2 separate regions of the Mus musculus genome follow, and region 2 is linked to region 1. Evidence: chromatin contacts called from public HiChIP or PLAC-seq data. All regions are on one chromosome and are shown on one strand. The core of a region is the stretch at or near the end of the contact, and the rest is flanking DNA. Distances in the headings are between cores, read along the strand shown. Region 1 holds the start of Aprt (adenine phosphoribosyl transferase). Region 2 holds the start of Mc1r (melanocortin 1 receptor).

Region 1 (7,660 bases), core at 2,914-5,413:
GATCTCATAAAGTGCTGGCATTAAGTTGCTTCCTGAGGCTTTGGGGCATCCCAGACTCAGCTCTAGGGGAAGTAGACTCTGAAGAGTAGGGTATGTTGGATGGCCATTGCACAAACTACTCAAGCATTAGGTATGGTCAAGACCCAAGATCAAGGTCCAGGTGGAAGCCTAGGCTGGCATAGCCTTGCTTCCCCATGAGACTTAAGAATCACACAGACCTTGGACTTTCCTGATTTCACGGGACGCTGCTCTGAGAGTGAAATTGGGCCTTCTGTAAATATGTGAAGTGTGGTTTCTTTTCAAACCTTATATGGCCCTGCATGTGACTGCTAGTTTTGGCTTTTAATAAAGTCATGTAAGATTTAAATAAAATACTACTGAGATGAAGCTGAACCTGTCACCGTAAAATCTCTTTAAATGCTGTTGTGTGATGTGGGGCAATGGGCTATGGACAGACATCCTGGTCCTGGTGGGTGGTAATTTTCACATGGACATGGACAGAAGGCGTTCCATCATGTCTCCTGGACCCCTGGCTCCTGTCGAAGTTACAGCCCCCACAGGAGAGGCATGTGGCTTTTAGTCATGTAGCCAATGTCACAAGCTTCTGGCATTCTGGCTAGACTCCTTCCCACAGTTACCTAGCAACAGCAAGATGGCAAAGCCCACTATAAGGGGCTGTTTGGCCCCTCCTCGCTCTCTTAAGCTCTCTGGCTTTTTTTTCTCTTTCCCTTCCCCCCTCTCTCCACGTGGCCATGGCCTGTCCTTCTACCTTCTCTTTCTCCTTGCCTTTCTACAATAAAGCTCTAAAACCATAGACTGTCTCTGATCATGAAGGCCCACCGTGTTTGAATGATGATCGGATAGGCTTTCTCCTAATGAGCCACTTTTAACCTGCCAGAAGGCCTTCCTACGCTGCAGCCATGGACCAGACTAAGGACTCCACCCAGCACCCCTCCCTTCCCCGCCCTCTCTTCCCTTCTGCCCGGGTCCCCTATTATGTTCTCAGCTCCTCCACCATATCCAGTGTGGGGTGCCGGAGACTGGCTTAACACAGCCAGATGCTCACACGGGGCAGTGTGAAAAGTATCCACCCTCCTGGAGCACCAGAACTCTGGTGGGACGCAGGCTCTCTCCCATCCCCCTCTTTCCCCAACACCCACGGCCCCAGAATGTGATTTTTTTTTTTTTTTGAGACAGGGTTTCTCTGTAGAACTGGTTGTCCTGGAACTCATTCTGTAGATCAGAAATCCGCCTGCCTCTGCCTCCCAAGTGCTGGGATCAAAGGTGTGTGCCACCATGCCTGGCTTGATATATATTTTTTAAATTTTTATTTTTTCTAAAAGCTCTGGCTCTCCTTGGAACTATATAGGCCAGGTTGGCCTTGAATTTTAAGCAGCCTGCCTACCTTCAAGGCACTAGGATTAAAGGTCTATACACCATGCCCTGCAACAAAATAGCTTTTTTGAGATAGTGACTGTGAACTGGGTGTTGCGGTGCGTACTTTTGATCCCAGCACTCAAGAAGCAGAGGCAGTGGACCTCTTAAGTTTGAGGCCAGCCTGGGCTACAAATCAAGTCCAGAATAGCCAGGGCTGGTTATATTAAGAAACCCCATCTCGACAAACAACAGAAAAAAATATAGTGGCTGTGGGTCACTGCTTTCATCCTCGTCCATCCTAATGGAATAACAGCCTAGAACAGTGAAGCAATAAACCTGTTTATGTAGTCAGCTGCCTCAGAGACTGACAGAGATAACATCTGCTTCCCTAGTAGGGGTTGTGGCTTCAATACAAAGCTGAGCCTATGGGTTCCCACCTGAGCCCCCTTGTCCCTGTAGTGTCACTCTGGAGGCCCTGGAATGTGACCCATGCAACAAACTGAGGAGAAGCAGCATGCATATCAAAACGGTTTATTGATCTCCAGTAGCACAGCTCTGCTATGCTCCAGGGTGTGTGGCACGTGTACAAAGTACAAGGATCCAGGGGTCCACAGGCACGGCGGATCAGCTGACCAAAGGAATGAGTGATAACACTCACAAAAGGGCGGCCGGTAGCTCACAAAGGTCACTTAGGCGCCTGGGCTGAGCCACCAAGCAGTTCCTGGTGCTGCTGGGAGCAGGGGTGTGACCATCTAGCCAGCTCCTCAGTCATACTGGAGGAGAGAGAAGAATGGTATAGGTCCTAGCCTCTCCCTGCCCTTCAGCGAGGTCAGCTCCACCAGGCTCACACACTCCACCACTTCAGCCCGGAGCTGGTGCAGCAGGTCACAGGCCGCAAACATGGTTCCTGGGGGGAAGGGACAGAGAAAGAGGAGGTGTTCAAGCTCTTTGCTTAGTCAGCACCCAGGACAGGGTCTGGCCCTTTGAAGTCTGTTTGTCTTGGGTTGGTTCTTTACCTCCTGTGGCCAGGAGGTCATCCACAATGACCACTCTCTGCCCGGGTTCCAAGGCATCTTTCTGGATTTCCAGCTCAGCCTGCAGACAGGAAGTAGTGTAAGACAGAGTCTAGGCGCGAACAAGTGGCCACCTCCCTAGCCTCGAGCGTTTCTGGGTGGTGTAAACCTGACCCAATGTCTCAACCTCTCTGAGCACCCACATTTACTCCTAGACACTGGTAGCCGTGATAAGACCCTGCCCTTCCTCTACACACAGCTCGCTTACCTTCCCATACTCCAGAGAATAGGAGGCTGACACAGTGGGGCCCGGCAGCTTCCCCTGTTTCCGGATGAGCACACAGCCCACGCCCAGCTCCTGAGCTAGGGAAGGGCCAAACAGGAAGCCCCTGGAGTCTAGACCTGTTAGGGTAAGGAGGGAAGGTTGTGGGATGGAGCTGAGGGGCATGGGAATCTAGAGGCCAAGTATGGGCGAGGTCAACACTTGCTAGGAACACTAGGTCTTGCTGACTACGGCTAGAAGAACGTTGATGGCTACTGGGTAGCCATCAACTCATCATCTCAGCCTTGGGGATCCTACCTGCCTTCTGAACAGCTCAGGGCCACCTATGGTGGCTCTTGCCACCTTTCAAATGCAGCATCTAGCTGTCGTGGGAAGGATACATACATGCCCTAATTTCTGGAGCATGGCCAGGGGTACCAATAGGAAGTGAAGTGGGCAAAAGTCTGTGGTCCCTGAGCACTTACCAGGGCCACTCTGTTCTCTGGGGTGCCCACCCTCCCTCTGGACACTCCTGGTGGACATTCAGCTGTCCTAGGGTGTTTCTGAAGCTCAGGCATGGAGCCAGGTAGACAGCAGTTGTTTAACACAAGCTTGTGTGAGGGAACAAGAGAAAGATGCCCCGGTGTAGTCCTGGGGAGAAACAGCCCCTGAAGCTACCAGGCTTGAGGTCTGCCCAGGCACGCCACGCCCAACCAAGGTTACCTAATTTTTAGTATCTAGTTCATCCCAGAGGCTACCCCTAAGCAAGGATGTCCGTCATCTGGAGGTTCCAGGGTCTCCCAGCCTGCTGTCAGGATGCTGGCCAGCTTTGTGCCCTAAAAGAGGGAGGCCTGGTTCTGGACACAAGGACAGAGCAGAGTTCGTCTCTAGGAACAAGCACCGAGGGCAGATGCCTTAGGGTACCTAGCAGGGAAGGGAGACTCCTACATAGTTCATCCAGGGTGAACAAGCGTCCAAGGCAGTGAGGAACCAAGGAGGAAGTGTCAGAGGTTGAAGAAAGAATGGATGGGTGTGGGGCAGACTGTGGGTGACACGAGGGGGAAAGGGGATAGGGGCTAGGACCGTGGGGGACGAGCACGGCCTAGCAAGGCCACTCGCCTGCGATGTAGTCGATCTTGCCGCTGTGCGTGGACTTCAGGTGACTGGCCAAGAGGCGGATGGAAGCTCGGAAGGAGTCCGGGTCTTTCAAGAGGGGCGAGATATCCCTGGGAACAAGGACAGGAGAGTGACCCGCGTGTGGCCGGGCAGAGGCCCCGCAAGATCCCCGAGGCTGCCTACGCGCCTGCGCCGGGGGATGAGCGTACAGCGCCAACGCCTCGCCGGCTCGTGACCGCACCTGAACAGCACGCCCGGGATTGGGAAGTCGGGGAAGCTGCGGATGCGCCGCGCCACCAGTTTCAACTCAGGTTCCGACATGGCCGCGTGCGTGTAGGAGGCAGGGAGGAGGTAGGTATCAGCACGCTAAACTCACGTCAATCCCGGGGGGAACAAGGGCGGAGCGTCCTCGATGGGCGGGGCTTCTGGGTGCGGGTTGGTCTAGCACGAGGGGCGGGACAGGCTGAGAGGCGGGGCCTCTGCGAGGTGTGTGTGGGGCCTGAGTCAGGGGTTAGATTTCTTGAGCTGCCTAAACACAAGCATCCCTACCTCAAAGATATATGGGTGGAAAGGGGATGTGCGATGTCCATCCTTTTTTGGTTTTGCCCCACACACGCTTTTTCAGTCCTGCTTTTCCAGGGGCTAGTCTTCTGGACCTGGGGGAGCAGGGACGGGTCTTGCCCAGGTCCGCTGGAGTGGTTTGGCCTTGCGTTCCTTCCCTCGCGCATAGTACAAGGGGCCTGAGATTCAGCCCCTGCTTTCCTGGAATTAGCCCGGAAGGGAGCTGATGGATAGTCTTAGGTCCAGAGGTGGGAGTGCACTGTGTGTGGGCTAGAGCGCAGGGGAAAGCAGGGTAGCAGGGCGGGTAAGGAATGCCTTCTCTGAGACCACAGACACTCCTGTGCATTGCAACAGAATGTGCCCTCCTCGTTTTGGGGTGGGGACCAGAAGGTCCTGATAGCCAGAGACAGAACTGGGGTTCTACCTTCCCAGCACAGTACCTGGGTCTATAGGTAGTGGTGTGGAAGACTGTCCTCTGAGTATAATGGCCATTATCATCTTCAGTGCAGTTGCAATTACTCAAAAGATATCCTCCAAATTGGCCCATGCTCCATCAAAGGAGAGGGTGTGGGGAGGGTCCAATGGATTCTAAACATTCCTTCTTGGACCTTCCTGTGAGCCCGTGAGCTGCATTCTTCCATTTGATGTGGTCTCTGGAGGCACTAGAATACACACACACACACACACACACACACACACACACTCACATGGAGGAAGGTTAACTAAAGGGAAGCTCCGTTATGAATCTATTAGGAACTTGTCATCTATGCTGGGCCGAGACTTTTCCGTTTGGTTGATGCAGCTGCTCTGGGGGTCATTCATGTTCTTGTAGGCAGTGAACTCATTGGACACGATGGTTACTTTAGGCTCTCACTGGAATCGTATCTGGGGCATCTGTTTCTGAATCCCCAGGGAAAGCTCATGCAACAGGTACGTGGAGATCTAACACACAGTCTCCCATCATAATCTCGATTTTAAAGACCAGGATATGCCGGGCGGTGGTGGCGCACGCCTTTAATCCCAGCACTTGGGAGGCAGAGGCAGGTGGATCTCTGAGTTCAAGGCCAGCCTGGTCTACAAAGTAAGTTCCAGGACAGCCAGGACTACACAGAGAAACCCTGCCTTGAAAAAAATAAAAACAAACAAACAAACAAAAGACCAGGATAGGTGGTCTCATGATGGCGCACGCCTTTAATCCCAGCACTCCCAAGAGAGGCAGGCAGATCTCTGAGTTCAAGGCCAGCCTGTCCTACAGAGTGAGTTCTAGGAGAGCCAGCACCTCACTGAGAAACCCTGTCTCAAACCAACCCAAAAATAGACTTGGGGCTACCAGAGCTAACCCCCTCCTGTTCCTTTATTCTTCCTCTCAGTCTCTTCACCATCATTTCCCAACCGTTACAGCTCAACCTTGGCTCTGCAGTTACTGCACAGATGTGAAAACTTGTCCATGAGCCTTCAGAGAAAGGGTCTTGGAGATTATGTGGAGCATATGAGAGGTGGCAGGTTACAGAAGTGGCCCCATACTGCCCTGAGCCAGGGCCAGAAACTTAGGCTGTCATCTTCCCATCTCCATGGGGCAGTGCAGATGCCACCTTGACTGGAAAAGGTGCTGTCTTTGTCTTTTGTTTGTAGCCAGTGCGAAAGAGGTAGGGTGGCTCAGAGGGTTGGCCTGGGGGAGAAGCCAGATAGATGGCACTTCCTTGGCATTTCGCTGAAATCTTCACTTTTGTGTACGGCACCTAGGTTGAAATGTATGCAGGGACAGTGACAGTGCTTCAGACCCTGGGTTGACGTACCTACGGTGATCAAGGCCCCGGCTTCCTTTTCAGGAGCCAGTTGGCAAGATGGGCTGTGGTGCTCGAGAGCGGACTACAGGGTCAGGGCTCCAGGATGAGCAGTCTTGGAGCCTTGCACCTGGTTGCAGGGGCCGTCCATGCAGGGATGGGTGGGCAGAGGGCAGCTGGTCTCTTCCATTCATCAGTCCGAAGGACAAGGTCTCCCAGGCACTTGCAGGGCTGGCTGGAGATTCTGGTCTTGGCTAATGGGCCCAGAAACACTTCTCAGGGACAGACTCAGGAGGTGTCAGACACTTCCCTAGTTTTTCACAGCCTGGGGGTGCCCAATTCTGGAAAAGGACATTTAAGAAAATGAACTGCAGTTATTCAGGCGTTTCAGACTGGGCACAGTTAACGAGACGTGGCCCTCCCGCCTCACCCACCCACCTGGCTGCAAGGCGGGGATATCCCTATCTCCATGCCTTCCAGAATCCTAGGAATGTGGAGCCCCGGGTCCTGCTTTAAAAAGCAGCTCTGGCTCTGCAGAAAGGGGGGTTAGGGGTGGGGTGGGGCTGCAACTGGCAAGCCAGTAGCAAGGAAAGGGAGCCCCAGGGCAGAGCTGCGCCTAACAGCCTGAACTCAGGCAGCTTCCAAGTGGGGGAAGCCAGGAAAAAGAGGCTCCCACAGAATGGAGAGTCTAGGAGTTAGACAGATTCCCTGGTAGTCAGGGATTGGGGTGATAAAGGTATTGAATTTCCAAGTGGCCGGTCTGGCTTCTTTTTTACCCTCCTGGCTTGAAACAAAAGCGCACTAATTTAAGATAAAGGTTTTGGTCTCCCAATAGCAGACTCATAGATGGGCTCAACAAACATGTCTTGTACAGTTCTGGGCCAATCAACCATCCTAGCTTCCCTCAAACTGACCAACCCTAAATTATCGAAGAAAAATGTTCCAGAGATTTTAAAATCTTTCCTCTGTGTGTGTCTGCTGCATGTGTGTCCCCTCACCCCCAATGAACGCCTTGCTTCAGCTGCTGATTCTGTGTGGTCCTTGCGATTTCTCTGCTGCTGCCTCTACATCCACATTTTCCCTGCCTTTCAATTATTTAAGTGGCAGAGGAAGTGACCGCGACCAAAGCTCCTTAGCCTGCACTACAGCGTGGCTGCAGCCTGGATGGAACGGCAATGCCCCACCGTGGTAAGGACACTCAGGCCTCCTGAGGCCCCAGAAACCTGGCAGTCTAAGAATGAGCCCCCTGATCTACCACTGCTGTTCAGAGCTCAGAATACCAGTATTGTGTGGAACTATCCCCTGAGCCAAACTGCTGCCGCCTCCACAAGTTTAGCTGGTCTTGCTTGCAAAAAAAAGGTCATGGCAGCTTGGTTTGTTGACTATGGACTCTCCTTTTTTTTTCTTTTTGGTTTTTTCGAGACAGGGTTTCTCTGTGTAGCCCTGGCTGTCCTGGAGCTCACTGTGTAGACCAGGCTAGCCTTGAACTCAGAAATCCGCCTGCCTCTGCCTCCCGAGTGCTGGGATTAAAGGTGTGCGCCACCACA
Region 2 (7,660 bases), core at 2,647-5,146, 830 kb after region 1:
GCTGCAGCAGCTATTCTGCAACCACGTGACAACGAATTCCAAAATGAAGAGCCATGCTCTAGGAACAGTGAAGCAGAGGATACCCCAGGCCTTCAGGAACGTCCCACCTGCAGGCCTGTTTCCTGAGAGGCCATCAGATGATCGGCTTCAGAAGTGTTGCTCAGCCTTGCAACTGAATTCATTTCTAATGGTGAAAAATAAAACCAGTCCTTCACACCACCTGTGGATCATCATCGGGAAAAGTAACTTTCTGAGACAGAGTCTCACTGTGTAGCCCGTAGTGGCCTGGAGCTTGCTATGTAGACCAGGCCGCCCTTTACTCTGTAGACCAGGCTGGCCTCGGAGATCCGCCTGCCTCTGTCTCCCAAATGTTAGGATTAAAAGAGTGCACCACCACACCTAACCTGCATGTCATCTCAACAGCTTTAAAGTCTGGCCTGTCACCCAGGTAGGGGTGACAGTGTGTCCCGCTCCTCCCGTACCTCCCTGGCCCCTTTCCCAAGAGGCGCCTGCCTATGTGTTCTGTGCAGAATTGTTGGTCATTTGTGCATTTTCATGTAGTCAGGGAGAAAACCTGTTTGCTGCCTCTCAGAGAAAGTTCACAAGAAATGAAAGACTTTGAAACAAAAACATGGTGATATGGCCTTTTTAACTTTGTTTTTTTTTTGTGTGTGTGTGGGTGTTTTGCCTGAGTATGTGTCTGTGCACTGTGTACGTGCCCACAGAAACCAGAAAAGGACATACAAAGAGGCTGTTGGATCCCTTGGAACTGGAGTCAATATCCCTTTTTCCTTTCTATTTCTTTTTGTTGTTTATCTATTTGCTTATTTTTCGAGACAGGGTTTCTCTGTGTAGCTTTGGCTGTCCTGTCCTCCTATCCTGGAACTTGCATTTTATGTGAGGCTGGCCTGGAACTCACAGAGGTCCGCCTCCTCTGCCTCCTAAGTGCTTGGATTAAAGGCATGCGCTACCATGGCTCAGCAATCACATTTCTTAGTCAGCTTGTGAATGGTGAAAAGCAAACCTGTGTCCTCTGGAAGAGCAGCCAGTGCTGTTCACTACTGAGCCAGAGCCATCTCTTTAGCCCCAGGCATGGGCTTCCTGGGAACCTGTGCTGTCCTGTGTGACCAGAGCCAGAAGGGACATGCTCACATTGCCTGAGGGCTTTCCAGATCTAAAGACAGGGCTGAGCCTCTCCCCATTGGGATGCCGGCTGCTCTTTGCCTCACAGAGAGATGCCCCCTTAGCCAGTCTGCAGGCAGTCCCCCCTGCTAAGTAGGTACATGCTCCTGTGTGCCGTGTGTCACGTATGTCTCCCAGGGCCACTGAGAAGTCAGCCTTGAAGCATGAGCTTGAGGCTATTCGGCCCCATCACAGCATAGCCAAAGCTGGTTCTCCCGGCTCTGCTCCGCTGCTCCCTTCCCTGGAGGTTCTAGCAGTTGTACCATCAACGTCCAAACGAGTCCTGCGGCGTGCATAGTCCCCCTCCTCTCAACACTCAGCAGCAGGGGCTTGCAGGGAGGATGTGGCTGCCTCTGCCAGAGACTCTTTGGTTCTGCCTCCCTTTGAAGTTAGATTGTCTGGAGGGTAAACTGTAGTTGTCTCAAAGAGTTCATTCTGAAGCCAGAAATACCAACGTCTCTGAAAGGCTATGGCACAGGAAGTTAGGGCAGGGGGGGACACTTGGTCTTTCATGTCCCAGAAGTGAAAAGTGGCCTGCAGTCCCAGGATGCCTAGTTATCATGTGGCTTCAGAGGCTAGGCCCGCATGCCTCCACAGCCACGGCTCTGACCATCCCATTGGACCTAAGACCTCCACTAGAAGCAGAATAAGGCACAAGTTGCAGGCGGCAGACAGCTGGGTGAATGTGACAGTGTCAGCCCTGCCTCTACAGGCTTCCGTGGAGGCTTGGGACACTCAGGCCACCCAGAGTCACTATATCCTCCTCTGTCCCTGTGACACAGGACACCTGAGGGTGTGAACAGTTTGTAAATCAGGTCCACCATCCACCAGTGTGCAGGGTGGTTTGGCTAGATCTGCTAAAGCTGAAGAGTACCTGTGTCATGTCTGCAGGGTTGTACTGGTCGGGGTCATACACATAAGCACATGTGTGTGTCTGCCAGACGGTATACAGGACCTACCAACAGCTAGTCATGATGAGGCTGGCCACAGGCTGCCAAATGTCCAGCATGGGCCATCGACATGGCGGACGCTGCACAACCTGAATGTTTTAATCACCTAACTAACAAGGTGCCTTAGTGTGAACAAAGTATAAGCCTGAGGATTCTTTTCTCTATGAGGTTCTGAGACAGACAGTGGATAGTCCTGAGGCCCAGGGAGGCCCAACACAACTCTGCTGTAAGTTGTATCTTATCAAGCGATCCGGGAAAATAGACCTGACCACGTTTGACTTAGAGGGTGTCACTTCTATTTGTCATTTATTGCAGGAGTAAAGACCAACGTCTGTTAATGTATGCTTTAAGTGTTGCTCTGTGGCTTGGGAACCACCTTGTGAGCAGACGTTGCCAGAGTTGGCAAAGAAGGAACTGACTCCTAGTTGAACGTGGTCGAGCACACATTTGATGCCAGCACTCTGGCAGCAGAGGGAGGCAGGTCTATTTCAGGTTACATAGTGAGACCCTGTCTCAAGACAACAGAAATGACTCTTAAGGGGACTGTTACAGACACTGAAAGTGCCCTCCAGCGAAGCCCTGCCTCACTCCCCTGCTGCCTTTCTTTTCTTTTTTTTTCTTTTTCCAAAACAGGGTTTCTCTATGTAGCCCTGGCTGTCCTGGAACTCACTCTGTAGACCAGGCTGGCCTCGAACTTAGAAATCCGCCTGCCTCTGCCTCCCGAGTGCTGGGATTAAAGGCGTGTGCCACCACCACAGCCCAGCTTCTGCTGCCTTTCTTAAGTTACTCTCCTCACCTGTATGCAGAAGGGGCCATCCAGTGCTACTGAGACAGCATTGGATACCATGGAGAGAGTCCAGCAGCAACCAAGGGTGGGTTGCTACCACCACTGCGTGCTATCCTGACCACTATGAATAGTCACATGCCCAGCTGCTGGCCCACAGAGGCTGGAGACAGATCTGCCCTGATGTGGTTCCTGGCTCCAGGGCTAGCATGTGCTCCACAGCGGAAATGAGACTCCTCAAGGGAAGGGGTGGGGGGTGAGACTAAGAAGATGGGATGTGACTGACCAAAGCTTGCTGGCCAATAGCCTCGGGGCCCCCTCTAGTCAGTCAGCTTCCTACCACACCCAGAACTGTAGTTAAGGGAGGCTTCAGCAAGCTTGGGCCCATGAGGGACTTAAGCATCAGCTCTGCCAGAGCTCATCTGAGCCCCTTGGCATAGGGCTCTTTCCTGCCTTGGCCCTGCCTCTACTTGTTGATTCTCAAAGTTCTTGGACCAGCCCCTAAAGCTACCTTGAAGTCAGTAGCTGAGTTGCTGCTATATGAACACATCTTCAGCTTCAGGTGGAAATGCCACTGCCATTGGCACACTTCTAATGGAGAGTGGGAATGAAGGTGGGAGGTAGGGGTGCCTCATTCACACCCAGTGGCTGCCTGAGGCAGCGCAGCCTGAGAGAGAGAGAAAGGAGGTTTCAGACAACCCAGGAAAGTGATTTTTGAAGTGGGCTTGGAGCTTTAGGTAGGGCCACTCAGGGCAGGTTCTAGTGAGGTTGAATGCCTGAAAGAGATTGGTAAGTCACAGGGGCTTTGAACACAAAAGGGAGAGGCAAGACCCTGTGTTGGAGTCCAAAGCTAGTTTTCCGGTTTCTCGGTGCTGCCTCTGCCCCCTAGAGGCAGCCTGGGGCACTACACATCCCTGGCACATGCCCATCATGTGGCCACCCTCAGGAGGAGGGGCTCCAGGGATGAGTTAAAAGATTAAGAGAAAAGCTCCCTTCTTCTCCAGAGTCCCGTCTACCCTGGCTTGGCGAGGGAAAGGAACCAGACATATATCAGAGGCAAGTAACCAAGAAGTCTGGAGGTGTTGAGTTTAGGCATGTCTCTACCTGAGCCACTTGGGAAGAGACAGGGAGAACAGCAGAAGGCTAAGCTACTTCACACTGGCAGTGAGAGTCCATGAGCAGAGCTCAGGGTCCTCAGCAGGAAGTGTCTATGCCATGCCGAGGCTGGCCTGTCCAGCCAGAAAGAACACAAGTGTAAAGGAAAATCGGAGCGTGCCTGTATGGAAAGAGGCCGGTCTGAGGGATGTCAGAGACCCCCGACAACAACATGAAGTGAATCAGAAGCTGGGGGCTGATACCACCTGGAGCTGCAGCCTCCACAGACCGCTTCCTACTTCCTGACAAGACTATGTCCACTCAGGAGCCCCAGAAGAGTCTTCTGGGTTCTCTCAACTCCAATGCCACCTCTCACCTTGGACTGGCCACCAACCAGTCAGAGCCTTGGTGCCTGTATGTGTCCATCCCAGATGGCCTCTTCCTCAGCCTAGGGCTGGTGAGTCTGGTGGAGAATGTGCTGGTTGTGATAGCCATCACCAAAAACCGCAACCTGCACTCGCCCATGTATTACTTCATCTGCTGCCTGGCCCTGTCTGACCTGATGGTAAGTGTCAGCATCGTGCTGGAGACTACTATCATCCTGCTGCTGGAGGCGGGCATCCTGGTGGCCAGAGTGGCTTTGGTGCAGCAGCTGGACAACCTCATTGACGTGCTCATCTGTGGCTCCATGGTGTCCAGTCTCTGCTTCCTGGGCATCATTGCTATAGACCGCTACATCTCCATCTTCTATGCGCTGCGTTATCACAGCATCGTGACGCTGCCCAGAGCACGACGGGCTGTCGTGGGCATCTGGATGGTCAGCATCGTCTCCAGCACCCTCTTTATCACCTACTACAAGCACACAGCCGTTCTGCTCTGCCTCGTCACTTTCTTTCTAGCCATGCTGGCACTCATGGCGATTCTGTATGCCCACATGTTCACGAGAGCGTGCCAGCACGCTCAGGGCATTGCCCAGCTCCACAAAAGGCGGCGGTCCATCCGCCAAGGCTTCTGCCTCAAGGGTGCTGCCACCCTTACTATCCTTCTGGGGATTTTCTTCCTGTGCTGGGGCCCCTTCTTCCTGCATCTCTTGCTCATCGTCCTCTGCCCTCAGCACCCCACCTGCAGCTGCATCTTCAAGAACTTCAACCTCTTCCTCCTCCTCATCGTCCTCAGCTCCACTGTTGACCCCCTCATCTATGCTTTCCGCAGCCAGGAGCTCCGCATGACACTCAAGGAGGTGCTGCTGTGCTCCTGGTGATCAGAGGGCGCTGGGCAGAGGGTGACAGTGATATCCAGTGGCCTGCATCCTGTGAGACCACAGGTACTCATCCCTTCCTGATCTCCATTTGTCTAAGGGTCGACAGGATGAGCTTTAAAATAGAAACCCAGAGTGCCTGGGGCCAGGAGAAAGGGTAACTGTGACTGCAGGGCTCACCCAGGGCAGCTACGGGAAGTGGAGGAGACAGGGATGGGAACTCTAGCCCTGAGCAAGGGTCAGACCACAGGCTCCTGAAGAGCTTCACCTCTCCCCACCTACAAGGCAACTCCTGCTCAGCCCTTCAGCTCATTCAGCCTGGGCTCTCCTGCTGGGACAGACATGAAGTCTCTAAGTTAAAAGAATGACAGACAAGCCGGGCGGTGGTGGCGCATGCCTTTAATTCCAGCACTTGGGAGGCAGAGGCAGGTGGATTTCTGAGTTCGAGGCCAGCCTGGTCTTCAGAGTGAGTTCCAGTGACGGCCAGGGCTATACAGAGAAACCCTGTCTCAAAAAAAAAAAAAAAAAAAAAAAAAAAAAAAAAAAAATGACAAACAAGAGCTAAGGGGGAGCAACTACTCTTGGTGGAAGCTTCTGATAAGAGGATTTGTGGCCATGAAAACCCAGCCATAGCCATGCAGTAGGCAGCTTAAGGAAGTGAGACCCTTCCTCAGCACATGGAGCAGAATTGTAGAATGTGCATCTTGCAGGAGGGGCCTACCCATTTGCACAAGCGGTGTGGGACTGACCTAAAAATGGCTCCTGGGAATCCCAAGAGGTGGGCACCCAACTGCTCACACCAGCAGGCTACTCTGTCAAGTGCCTCCTCCACCAGCTGCAGGGGAGGCTGTTGGCTTATCACTGACCACAGCCTGTGTGGCTCTGAGCCAGGAAGCAGTTGAAATGCTAAGGTCAGAGGGAGGGAGCCTCCTTGCCATCTTCCCTAGCTCTCTCCAGAAGCTGAGTGAAGTTTGGGTGAGAGGACAGGGAGAGTGGTCACATTAGGGAGATGGGAGTCTCAGAAGCCACAGCTAGCTGCCTGCCTGATTTAGGAAACCACGGTCCCGTCTTGGCTTCCTCTATGACTACAAACTTCAGATCAGAGCAAGCAGCGGCAGAAAAAGTTTCCTCGTGCCTCTATGGTGACAAGAATCCCTTTGTTCAGGCTCCTTCTGGTTCATCCATACACTGTAGCAGGACCGTAGCATCTCAGCCCCTGATATGACACATCCGTAACCTTGGCCAGAGCCTGTCCCTTTCCTGCCCCCACCCCACCCCCCATGTGTAGGACTTTCAACCTACTTTGAGCTCTCCTGAGAAGCCCAGGGGTGGAGAGTCCCTGAGGCACACGTAGGGTGGACCAGGACCAGGGGCTGAGGTCTGTTTCTATGGGACACTGCCCTTCTGGGAGGAGGTGGGGTGGTCTCAGTGCTCTGTCAGATTTGGGAATTAGACAAGACCTTTCAGGCGTATCTGAGTCCCAGGAGAGTAGCACCTGGGGTGAACTAAGAAGCTTGCACATCCCTGAGCCTTTCTGCTGCTACAACCTGGGATTCCTGCAGCAGAGTCTATCTTGAGTCCCCACTGGTACTGAACACTTCTTTGTCCTCCTCCTTGGGGTGGCCTCTCAGTCTGGAGTGAGATGCCCTCAACCATCAAGTCAGGAAATGGCACCAGGCCAGGACCTAGCCACACTATCAGCTCCAGCCCTGCTGGACTGAGATTGGAAGCTGGTTCCCGGCAGGGCCAGCCTTTGCTGGAAGACAGGACCATGAGTCAGCCTTTAGCCTGACACCATAGCTCCCTGGGGACACAGAGAGCTCTGGCCTGATGTCATCTGTCAGAGAAGCATCCCAGGCCTCTGGATGCTTCTAAGCATCTTCTCTGTCCAGACAAGGAGACAGAGACAGATGCTCACCCAATACTTCTTGAGCCAGGCCAGCTGGAACCACAGAAAGCCACATCATGGACACATTGTGGGGGAGGGGCATCTCTTGAGAACAAAAGACCCATTTCTAAACTCGGCTAACTTGGATGCTTACCCTCAGAGAAAGTTGTATGCGCAGCCGCTCTATCCAGCGTGCACCCGTGCGTGCAAACTGGACGAAGGCATCTGCAGGTGTTTTTAAGCTTTTTAGCGGCTCTTGTGAAATGAATGTTTGTGGACCATTGAAGTGTGGTACTATTGTCTCAGATTCTTCCCGAAGAATTTTCTGTCACTGAAATATCAAATAGTCCTCATAAGGTGTCACTGGTCCTAGATGAATATTAAATCAGTGTTGTCTGTGAATTTGCATGCCCTCCTGATTCTGCTTCCCAATGGGCCCCCTCCACACACAGTCTCCTTACCTAGGTAGCTCCAGCTCACCTCGTGCCCCCTCTTCACCCTCA

The links. HiChIP or PLAC-seq counts read pairs in DNA pulled down with a chosen protein or histone mark.
Region 2: an H3K27ac HiChIP or PLAC-seq map of extraembryonic endoderm stem cells shows a contact between it and region 1, with 5 times the contacts expected there. The contact joins the promoter of Mc1r here to the promoter of Aprt in region 1. A contact is called at or near these places in 4 of 39 promoter capture datasets (the C10 cell line, hippocampal neurons, liver and 1 more), 1 of 484 Hi-C or Micro-C datasets (embryonic stem cells) and 3 of 115 datasets of contacts at active chromatin or transcription factors (embryonic stem cells, extraembryonic endoderm stem cells and large pre-B cells).

What each region holds. Positions count from the first base shown.
Region 1 is chr8:122,572,744-122,580,403 of GRCm38.p6, forward strand. It overlaps Aprt (adenine phosphoribosyl transferase), which reads right to left and starts at 4,164. Exons shown (of 5, transcript NM_009698.2): 1 at 4,010-4,164; 2 at 3,772-3,878; 3 at 2,659-2,792; 4 at 2,394-2,472; 5 at 1,894-2,284. The coding sequence starts at 4,089. The coding sequence ends at 2,142. It overlaps Cdt1 (chromatin licensing and DNA replication factor 1), which reads left to right. Exons shown (of 10, transcript NM_026014.3): 10 at 1-387. Galns (galactosamine (N-acetyl)-6-sulfate sulfatase) reads right to left here. Exons shown (of 14, transcript NM_016722.4): 14 at 5,494-6,454. The coding sequence ends at 6,368.
Region 2 is chr8:123,403,186-123,410,845 of GRCm38.p6, forward strand. Mc1r (melanocortin 1 receptor) reads left to right here and starts at 3,897. Exons shown (of 1, transcript NM_008559.2): 1 at 3,897-7,559. The coding sequence starts at 4,325. The coding sequence ends at 5,272. It also overlaps a transcript of Tcf25 not described here.